3 separate regions of the Sus scrofa genome follow, and all the other regions are linked to region 1. Evidence: chromatin contacts called from public HiChIP or PLAC-seq data. All regions are on one chromosome and are shown on one strand. Each heading gives the region's core, a stretch centred on a gene start, on an enhancer-like site or on the middle of the called end of the contact. The rest is flanking DNA. Distances are from core to core; before and after follow the strand shown. Region 1 overlaps TTC39B (tetratricopeptide repeat protein 39B). Region 2 overlaps PSIP1 (PC4 and SFRS1 interacting protein 1). Region 3 holds the start of SNAPC3 (snRNA-activating protein complex subunit 3).

Region 1 (3,603 bases), core at 720-3,219:
ACAAACCTCTCTCAGGAAGATTCTTCACAAGCAAGTTGCTTAATATTTTCCACATCAGTCCATCATATTTTGTCAGTGTTATTTCCTGGACATCTCTTGGATTTATCCTGTGTTTGGTGTTTTTTTGTTTTTTGTTTTTTGTGGGGTTTTTTTGGCCACACCCATGGTATGTGGAAGTTCCCAGACCAGGGACCAAAACCACACCATAGCAGCAAACCAGGCCACTGTGATGACAACATCAGATACTTAACCTATTGCGCCACCAGGGAACTCCAGATTTATCCTGTTTCACCTCCACGACCCAGGCCAAGCTGGCTGTCATTTGCTGCCTAGTGTCTACAGACACATTTCTCTCTCCCCCCCCCCCGCCCCCCGCCACTTCCTTCCCCTACCTCTTCCCATGTCAACGCTCTACCTAGAATTCATTCAATGCATTATTTATGGAGCTCTAACTACGTGCCAAGCACTCTTCTAGGCATTGGGAATAGAGCCCCGAACAAGACCCACAGGATTCCCAGCTGTGGAAGAGCTTTCATGCTCCTGGGGAGGGAGCACAGACTTCAACAAGGAGATCAGTAACTCAGATCATCTCAGGCTGGGATAATGAGTCTGGCAAAGAGACTCGTTGGGAAGGTGGGTGGGGTGAGGCCCAGCATTGATGAGGAAGGGCTTGGAAAGCTCTTGAAAAGGGTAACAGCGGGTTGCTACAGAAGGGAAGCAGCCATGGGAATCTCTAGGATGAAGAGAGAAGAGGAGATTCTAGGCTGGGAATGTGGTGAGCAAGGCCGAGTGGGAGGAAGTGAGGACAGAAAGCAGGCAGAAACCAGAAACCACCACGGCAGAGAAGGTAGATTTTTTTCTAAGAACAAAAGGAAATTTGTAGCTCAGAAATTCCCACCCCTTTTCTAATCACCCCTTCCATTCAAGCATTAGGTTTTCCAGGGTTACTTCTCACCTGTTTCCTTAATTTCCACTCCCACCAGTTCTCTCGGGAGTACAGCTCACCTTTTATTACCAGGAAATGGGCTAGGAACAGACACCAGTGGTTACTTCTGCCTCTCAGGTGGCCACACTGGCACCTGGCAGGAGGACACACTTGCAAGGCAGCTCAGAGGGAGAAACCAAAGTGGGCGCTAAAGCCTCCTAAACATTTCAGTAACGTGCTCACATGAAATTAACATCCTCCCCCAGAAGAATATCGATACCACCACGTGTTCTACAAAGAACAACCAAAAGGGTGAGTTTAATTAATTAAGTTTAATTAATGTGCATCCCATCACATGAATTGAGACTATCATCACTTCAAGTCAGAATTCTGAAACAGTCTCTAGAATGGCTTCCTATTACTTGCTTTGCTTAGGTCATTCTCAAGCTTCAATGTGCAGTCAACTCACCAGAGAGCCTGTTAAAACATCCTGCTGGGCCCCACCACCAGCGTTTCTGACTCAGTAGGCCTGGGATGGGCCCAGCAAGTTCTGAGATAACACTAATTTTGTTTTAATTCGCCCTAGGTACTCTCATACTCCTCTTCCTAAAACATGTTCAATCATATGGCTCCCTTAGATTATGAACCTAACACAGCCACCCACAGCTGCCTCAGGAGGTTCAAACCCTTCCACCCAGCCCCACCACACCTGTCCAACCAGACCAGAGCCATGAGGATGGCTATTGAAAAGCAGCCAAGTATCTCCAAGAGGATCATCCTCATGGCATCCTCCTCCTCACGCCTAATGTGATGTAATGAAAATTCCTGGACAGGAAATCAGAAGTCGGCATTGCCACTCTAGCCTGTGACATTCAGAAAGTCACTTCACTTCCCTAAGTGCATTGCCTCATCCTTGAAATGTCCCCCCCACCCCATTTCACAAGTCGTGCAGGAAAAACAAAGGCAAGGGTTGCTACGAGCCTGCTGGGTGAACTGTCACGGCCTGTGCAAATTACCACCCAAGTATAATTCTCCAAAAGCTGTGAGTGTTCAGCCCAGAGAGACTACACACTCAGTCTTGATCTGTGGGAGCCCCACCCAGGGGCCTCCCTCAATTAGATCTTCAGTAAAGCAAAGACACTTCCTTCCTGTTTCTGATTGAGAAGATACATTCATTTAAAGGCAAAATGAGTCTTTTATATTTTGAAAAGGAAAGATATCTAAAATAATAACCCAATTTAGGTATCTAATCAATTGTGAAACACAAGATATTGGCAACGGCCCTTTGCCCCACCCCCACCACCTCTCCCCACTTTTTCCAATGTGCTGAATGTTGGAAGTTGGGGGGTAGAAAGATGCCAGTTTCAGGAGTCTGAGGTTTTGGAACAAACTCAGTCTAGAAGGTCACCTGGGAGCAGCAGCAGCGCCTCAGCAGAAGAGTTGGAGGAAGCAGAAAGCTCTTTTGACTCTGAGGGAGAGGTACCCTTCTTCCTTATCCTTAGTTGTACCCCCCCCCCTTTTAATTTATTTGGTTGTTTCCAGAGGGAGGGGGAGGGGAGACAGGGTCTGGGAGCTGTCTGAGGTGCTGATCTGAGATCCGACTGGAATTCTCCAGAGTGGGTGCCAGGGACTGAATAGAGGCTGGTGCCATATCCAAAGTGCCAATGATGGGGGCCGACAATGTGGGCCACATTATCTGTCTGTCCGCCTGTCCGGGAGAGAACTGTAAAGCACTGGAAGTGCCTGCATATGTTTCTGCGCCTGCCTTTTGGGGGGCTCCAGGAGGCAGGGAGCAGGAGTGGAACTATCACAGCAGGGCAGGAAGTCCCCTAAGGGTATAGAGACTCTAAGAACTGCTACTGTTTTCATCACCCCTCCCCACATTGGCAAGACAGTGGTAGTGCTGACAGTCAGAAAAGAATAAAATGTCAATATGGAGGATAAAGGAGGAATAAATTACCTTCAGAACATCTGAAGCATTATTTAAGAAGCTTTACTTCTCACTAGCTATAAGGCAAACAGAAGCAAAAATCTAGCCCTTTGGAACATAAAGGTCATATTATCTGTAAGAAATCAATATGTCAGAATTTTATTATTTATGAAGATTTGAAGGTGGGGGAGGGGAGAAGAGGATATTCATTGATCGAGTCATCAGAAAGCAGACAGGAATACAGGATTCTTGGCTAAGGGCATCCAGAGAATGTTTTTACTTTATTCGAGTCCCTTTGCTTTAAGACTCTGAATCAAAGATTTCTTATATGTACTCATTCCACGAAACTGTCGTCCTAGAGAACAGATCTGACCCCTATGCCATGTTCAGTTATTTACCTGGAGATTTTGTTTCTACCCTCTGAGAGCTCACAGTTTATACTGATGCTATGTTGAGTAGAGATATAATTGGTGACTTTTTTCTTATTCCAAATTATTTGAACTCTGTCCATGTTACTTTTATCATGGAAATTTGATTTATAAAATTTTCAAAGATAAAATTAATGCTATAAAGAAAATACTCTTATCTCTACCACTTCCTAGCTCTGTAACCTTGAACAATATACTTTACCTCCCCAAGTTTCTGTTTCCTTATCTGTAAGAAGGAAAGGAAACAGTAGTCAAGCCTGCTGTTACTACTTTACAACATAGAAAAACTCAGGTACACACATGGAAATAAAAGTATAGGC
Region 2 (3,603 bases), core at 624-3,123, 230 kb after region 1:
ACCAATCATAAAAGAAAAAGAACATCCTTTTAATATAAGAAAATAAAAAATTATAGTGGCAATAAGGTAACAGAAAAGTGATTTTTCACTTTTTTCCCAAGTTTTTTTGTTTTGTTTTTGTTTTACATAATGATTTTTATTTTTTCCATTAAAGCTGGTTTACAGTGTTCTGTCAATTTTCTACTGTACCGCACTGGGTCCCCAAGTTTTATTTTTGTAATGTGATTCATTCACTTAAAAATAATATTAAGTACTATCTTACATGCCAAGGTACTATTCTTGACTCTGGGTAATAGCAATGTATAAGGTGGGTGAGATCCCTAGATATTATGGAAGTTCACATAACTCTTATTATAATAAATTATGTTTAAAAAGCAGCCATGCTGGAAAAAATACACTTGCACAAGTGAACTGCCCATGGTGAAATATGGTCATTTTAAAATGTAAAGAAATATCCTTTACAGAGTTCCCGTTGTGACACAGCAGAAACGAATCCAACTAGGAACCATGAGGTTGCTGGTTTGATCCTGGGCCTCACTCAGTGGTTTAAGGATCCGGCGTTGCTGTGAGCTGTGGTGTAGGTTGCAGATGTGACTGATCTGATGTTGCTGTGGCTGTGTGTAGGCCGGCAGCTGTAGCTCCAATTGGACCCCTAGCCTGGGAACCTCCATATGCCACAGGAGCAGCCCTGAAAAGCAAAAAAAGAAAAAAAAATTCTTTACAAGGTAAAAGGCTCCCAACTTACGCATATAATGGTAAAATATATGGTCAATTAAATGTAATAAACAGTGTTCAAAGAATTTGATATTTTCACATACATATAATGGATTTGAAAGCTGGAAGAGACCCTAGGTCACTTAGTCCAACCCATTCCATTTAACAAATGAGAAAATGATGGTGCAAAAAGGTCAAACAGCCCAGTATCTCAATTCCAAACCCACTAACCTCCCACCAGACAACTGCTTCTTTTAACCCTTAAGAGATTAAATTGGGGAAAAAAAAAAAAACCTTTTTATCTCTTTAGAAATTGTTTTGTCCCATAACTATCACTGGCTATGTTTATTTTCAAATGTTATATGGGTTTTGAAGTTCCTGCTGTAGCTCAGCAGGTTAAGAATCTGACTAGTCTCTATGAGGATGCAGGTTCGATCCCTGGCCTTGCTGAGGTCTTCCTCCTTACCATCTTCCATGAAAAACAGATTTCTCACGGTGATAAATTCCCTTTTTAATGGGTCACAGTCAAGGTACAATAGGAAAGTTACATTAAAAGACTAAGAAAATTATAAACATGTTAACATAAGCTGTTCTTATGGAGAACATAAGTTTCAAAATGGGTTATGAAGTTTCCCTCTGTACTCCACTGAGTTTTTGCCCAGATACAAAGCTGAGAGCAGCATTATAATAACACATAGCACAAATGACAAATAATAGGAGTTCCTGCTGTGGCACAATGGGATCAGTGGTCTTTGCAATGCCAGGACACAGGTTTGAAATCCAGACCGACACAACAGATTAAAGAATCAGGCATTGCTGCAGCTGTGGTATAGGTCACAGCTGCAGCTCAGATCTGATCCCTGGCTGGGAAACTCCCTATCTCATAGGGTGGCCAAAAAAGAAAAAAAGAGAACACAAAACAAAACAAGAAAAGAAGTGTCTGTTATGGCTCAGCTAGTTACAAACCCAACTAGTGTCCATGAGACTGTGGGTTCAATCTCTGGCTTTGCTCAGTGGGTCAGGTATCTGGAGTTGCCATGACTGCGGTGTAGGTCGCAGACATAGCTCAGATCCTGCATTGCTGTGGTTGTGGCGTAGGCCGGCAGCTACAGCTCTGACTCAACCCCTAGCCTAAGAACTTCCATACACTACGGGTGTGGCCCAAAACAGACACACACACAAAAAAAGATAAGCATGTTTAGGGAAGTCTTACAAATGAGACCACTGCACATGAAGCTGATGAGAATGAAACATACAGACACATGCTAACTACCAAGAGTGGCACCAGCCTGCATTAAGAGAAAGTAATGGAGATCTATAAAGGAACCTTAGGCCCAACTCCTAAGTATGAAACCAGACTGAGAAAGCTGCTCAGCTAATGAGGGTAATACATTTCAGTGTAACTAACAGGATACTGAAAAAAGACTGAAAAAAATCAACTAAAGATGATATTGAAAAAGTGGAGACCTCTCAGAGGAACCAGCCAAAAGCCATGGAGAGAAATGGACTAGAAGGATAGTCTCAGGGAAGACTGCCAAGGACCTAGTCAAGGAGAGATATACCTTAGTATTTAAAATAGGGATCTCACAATATTTTCCCTACCAACTGCTGTGTGCCTCCTCTTCTCCCCTGGAGTACTACAGTTCCCTATCCCAGATCCATGTGCATATATAAAGGGGAGAGGAGAGCAAATAAGTTATGTTTCAGTTCCTGAGTCTCTAGATAAGGCCTTATGTTTATCCTCAAATCCTAGACTTTATGCCTGATGCCTTGATTAGAGAACACATCTTAGGGAGGGGATGAGTAAGATTTGTTATGTTTAAAAACAGAAACTGGAGTTCCCGTCATGGCGCAGTGGTTAGCGAATCCAACTAGGAACCATGAGGTTGCGGGTTCCATCCCTGCCCTTGCTTAATGGGTTAACGATCCGGCGTTGCCGTGAGCTGTGGTGTAGGTTGCAGACGCGGCTCGAATCCCGCGTTGCTATGGCTCTGGCGTAGGCCGGTGGCTACAGCTCCGATTCAACCCCTAGCCTGGGAACCTCCATATGCCGCGGGAGCGGCCCAAAGAAATAGCAAAAAAAAAGACAAAAATAAATAAATAAATAAAACCAGAAACTCACATGCATGTACTTAATTTCTTAAATTTTGCTATTTCTTTGGGAGCGGCCCAAAGAAATAGCAAAAAAAAGGGCAAAAATAAATAAATAAATAAATAAACAAATACATAAAACCAGAAACTCACATGCATGTACTTAATTTCTTAAATTTCACTAGAGTAGTTAAAACCATGTTATAATTTAGTACCATTATTTTTAAGAATATTTAAACAGCTGGCTTAGCAGTAAAATGAAACTCTTTAAATATACATTAGTTGAAAATTACCAACACTCTAGTTTTCTGTAACTATAATTTCCTATAAAATCTTTTCATTCAAAATGCTCTAAATCCATTCCTAAGTGATATAACTCACTTGAGCTTTTTTTATAAAATTTTCAAACACAAAGCTACAAAGTTTTGCCCTCTTTGTCGAAACATATATTCCTGCCAACATAAACAAGATCCATAATAGAAAATAAAGTTGGCAAGAAAAAAAATATTTTTTTGAAAACTAAGTTACCATTAAAATATTTTTAAATCTTATAAAAATAATTTAGTGTTTTAAATAAGGTTATTTTAGAGGACTAGAAGATTTGTGGAAAACACTTCAAAAATACTTTGTCTAAAAACTTTCTTAAACACACTAACTTCGCACTGTGGCACAGTGGGTGAAGAGTCTGAGTGCAGCAGCTTGGGTCGCTGTGGAGGTACAGATTAGATCCCTGGCCCAGCACAGTGGTCTAGGTCACAGCTGTTCAATCCCTGGCTGGGAAATTCCATACACTGCAGC
Region 3 (3,603 bases), core at 326-2,825, 180 kb after region 1:
CATAACTTAATTTAAAGTGGGCAAAGGACTTAAATATTCCTCAAAAAAAAAAAAAAGAAAAAAAAAAAAGACAGATGGTCAAAAAAGCACACAAAAAGATGCTCAGTACCATTAGTCACTGGAAAAATGCAATCAAAACCACAAGATACCACTTCACACCCACCAGGATAGCTATAATCAAAGAGTCAGTAAATAACAAGCATTGGCAAGGATGTAGAGAAATCAAAATCCTCATACAATCCTAGTGGCAGTGTAAAATGGGGCAACCACTGTGAAAAGGTCTGGCAGTTCTTCAAATGCTTTAACGACAGAGTTACCACATGACCTAGCAATCCTACATATATATCATTAGATACACATATATCTTCAAGGGAAATGAAACTGCACAAAAATTTGTACATGAATGTTTAGCAGTAGTATCATAATGGCCAAAAGGTAGACCTTTTTTTGATAAATGGATAAATAAAACGTCATATATCCATACACTGTGTATATTTAGCCATAAAAAAGTGAGGTTCCAGTACATACTACAATACGGATAAATCCTGAAAACATGCTAAATGAAAGAAGCTAGTCACTAAAAGATCACATATATGATGCCATTCATATTAAATGCCTAAGGCTGGAGGAGTTGGGATGATAGGTAAAATAAATGGGGTTTCTTTTTGAAGTGATGAAGATGTTCTTAAATTGACTGTGGTGCTGTTTGCCTAACTGTAAATCTACTAAAAGCCATTGAAAGAACATTTACAGCGGGTCAGGTGTATGGTATGTGAATTATAGAGCAATAAGTAAGTAATCAAGGCTCCTCCCATATGTTCTGCTACGTTGCCTCCTCTGGGGCTTCGGACACATGGAGAAAGTGCCATCTGAAGCTAGACGGATTGAGTTCTGACCTTGCTTCTGTCTCCTGGAGGTTAACTCCTTCCTCAGTAGCTCAATGGGGATGGTAATCCCTGCCTGGCAAGGTTGTTGTGATTTTTTAAAATATACACTAGGGATAATAATGTACAGTGTCTGACACATATTAAGTGCTCAAAAAATCAACAGCATGTTGCGCCTGTTCAGCAGTGATACATATATTACTGGGGGTGGGGGGCGTTGGGGAGGTTCTCAAGGAACCGGATCTGGAGGTCCGGTAGTGCCCCCCCCACCCCGTCTCAGCCCTCGACCCCCAAGGCTCTCAGGCTCTGGGACAGTGAGGCAGCCACGCAACCCTTAAATCAACGAAAAGTCCCACACCCCCGGGCCGAGAGGAAAGCACTGAGTGGGGCCATGGGCTTGTCAAAGCCGCTCGGCCCCGCAGAGAGCGACGCTGCGTAACCCGGAGAGCCGAAAAACCAGTCACACAAGCTGCAGTGAACAGAAAACCAAGCCACTCTTCGAAACGCCGCCAGCGGAGAACAATGCACTCAACCCCGCACGCGGAGACTCGCGGTGCCGCGCCCCGGGGCGGGTACGACTCAGGCCCTGCCGGGAAATGTAGTACCTGAAGTTGGGCACGTGCAGCCTCGTTGCCTGCTGGCCCGGGCCCCGCGCAACTGCAAGTCCCAGCATGCTCCGCGAGGCCTTGATCCGCCGGCTTTCTCAGGGAAGGGAGTGGGACGAATATGGCTGAAGGCAGTCGGGGCGGTCCAGCGTGCGGCAGGATGGAGGACAGACAAGACCCGGCCCCCAGCAGTGGTGGCTGCGGCTTTCCAGAGTACGAGCTTCCTGAGCTAAACACACGCGCTTTCCACGTGGGCGCTTTTGGGGAGCTGTGGCGCTGCCGACTGCGCGGAAAAGGGGACTTGTCGCTGAAGGAGCCTCCGGCACCCGCGGTGCCCGAGGGCGACACGGTCGCCGACTCCGGCCGGGAGGATGCTGCCGTGGCCCGGGATCTGGGCTGCAGCCTGGAAGCGGCAGCAGAGCTAAGGGCGGTGTGCGGGTGAGTGCGGGGCCGAGGGGCTCTTGGGACTTGGGGTCTACCCAGGTGCAGCCTTGCTCCTGCGCTCCGCTGGGACTCATCCTAGGGCGGGCCTGTGGTTTACTCCCCCGGGGTAGACAGGCTGCCCTTTCAAAGCTTTCAGCCTGGTGAAAGCCTTCCCTGAGTGACGGGAGAAGTCCCGTGATCGGAATGCACAATTTCTGCTAGTTGGAGTGAAGGGAGAGAGCTGCATAAGAGATTCATTTTTCTACTCACTAGTTTTTTAAGTGATTGTTAATGTAGTAAAACAATTATAGTAACAGCGACGGGTATCTGCCATTGAGAGGCACTTTGATGTTGGAAGGACCTTAGGAACGAAGAAGCTGGAAGGATGTTAAACCAGAATGGAATCTTGATTAACTGTGGTCTCTTTTGGCGACCTCCCGGGTATGCTGTTAATGAGATTTTCCCCAGAGTGCCTTATTTTGGGTGAAAATATGAAAGTAACATCTCTTTGTCTATTTAACAGTATTGGCCTCCTCAAACGCCATGTATCCTTTTACTTAATGAATATCGCACAGAATTCGCCTTTAATTCTGGCCTCCTCTGAGGCGCCTGCTGGATTTTATCTGATTTCTTAATTGTTCATTAACGTATTTAGGACACACTCTTCAACGCGCTACGGAAGGATTCGTGATTGCTTTTTTTTTGTTTGTTTTGTTTTAGCCTTGATAAACTGAAGTGCCTTGAGGAAGGGGAGGATCCAGAAGTCATCCCAGAGAATACCGACCTAGTGACTTTGGGGTATGGAGGACTTTGTCATTTGTTTAAATATTTCTTTCAACATTGTATTATTCAGAAGTCGACAGTATGGTATTGTTATCATTCTATCCACTAAATTCAGGCATTGTTGACATTTAGCCATCTTGGCTTTAGCTCTTTGTGTTTGAGATATTCGCTGTGTGTCTTCTATTGCAGAACGACTCAGTAAGTTGCAGACATTATGATAATTTACCCCGAAATACATGATCATATAGCTCCTAAAAGTATCATTCTCCTACTTAATCAGAGTGGTATTATTATTCTTAAGAAAATTAACAGTAAATGCATTAACTGTAATATTCAGTCCATATTTAAATTTTTTTTTTTTAATGTTTACAAACGTACAATTAATCTATTTAAATAGGTTTCTCAGTGCAAGCTAATTTTTCTGACGGTGCTTCTCAAACTATCATACTCTGGTAGTATGATAAAGTACTAGTTTTTTTTTTAATTTTTGACAGATCTATATCTGTAAAATAGGATAAAGATGAATTACCAGAAAAATGGAATTAAAAGACAATAAAACTCCAAATTTTTTATTAAATTCAACAGAAAAATCACTGTCATTGCTATGAACATTTCTAAATGCTTACTCTCATTGTACCAGTAGGATAACAGACCAACAGATGAATTCTGGTCTGCCAACCACTTTTGAGAAACACTGCTCTATGATGATACTGTTATGGAGAAACTGTGTGTGTAATAGTGAAATTTATAATTCCTGGATTGTAGCCCCTTACTTTGCACCATCTCAGTTGTGTTGTCAGCCTTTATCCTACCCTTTCTATTTTCCCTCAAAAAATAGAGGGGCATTTCTACTTCACCTTGGTTTCTTCTATAACTGCCAAATCTTTTTCTCTTACCCTGTTGCTAAT

What was found. HiChIP or PLAC-seq counts read pairs in DNA pulled down with a chosen protein or histone mark.
Region 2: a contact with region 1 is called in an H3K27ac HiChIP or PLAC-seq map of alveolar macrophages. The contact joins two enhancer-like sites. A contact is called at or near these places in 1 of 47 Hi-C or Micro-C datasets (embryonic fibroblasts) and 1 of 2 datasets of contacts at active chromatin or transcription factors (alveolar macrophages).
Region 3: an H3K27ac HiChIP or PLAC-seq map of alveolar macrophages shows a contact between it and region 1. The contact joins the promoter of SNAPC3 here to the enhancer-like site in region 1. A contact is called at or near these places in 1 of 5 promoter capture datasets (liver), 29 of 47 Hi-C or Micro-C datasets (adipose tissue, alveolar macrophages, blood and 17 more) and 2 of 2 datasets of contacts at active chromatin or transcription factors (alveolar macrophages and skeletal muscle).

Annotation. Positions count from the first base shown.
Region 1 is chr1:207,428,532-207,432,134 of Sscrofa11.1, reverse strand. The region is part of intron 4 of TTC39B (tetratricopeptide repeat protein 39B); the gene reads right to left. Among named protein-coding and RNA genes, the nearest start is that of TTC39B, 83 kb to the right of the region's middle. Within about 2 kb of position 1,969, at least 10 of the 83 cell types and tissues checked have an H3K27ac peak or open chromatin away from gene starts, as enhancers often do. A contact at or near this core is called in alveolar macrophages, mesenteric adipose tissue, omental adipose tissue and 1 more, where this site is marked.
Region 2 is chr1:207,201,966-207,205,568 of Sscrofa11.1, reverse strand. The region is part of intron 8 of PSIP1 (PC4 and SFRS1 interacting protein 1); the gene reads right to left. Among named protein-coding and RNA genes, the nearest start is that of PSIP1, 30 kb to the right of the region's middle. Within about 2 kb of position 1,873, at least 4 of the 83 cell types and tissues checked have an H3K27ac peak or open chromatin away from gene starts, as enhancers often do. A contact at or near this core is called in alveolar macrophages, where this site is marked.
Region 3 is chr1:207,250,392-207,253,994 of Sscrofa11.1, reverse strand. It overlaps SNAPC3 (snRNA-activating protein complex subunit 3), which reads left to right and starts at 1,575. Exons shown (of 9, transcript XM_001927743.5): 1 at 1,575-1,927; 2 at 2,633-2,710. The coding sequence starts at 1,611.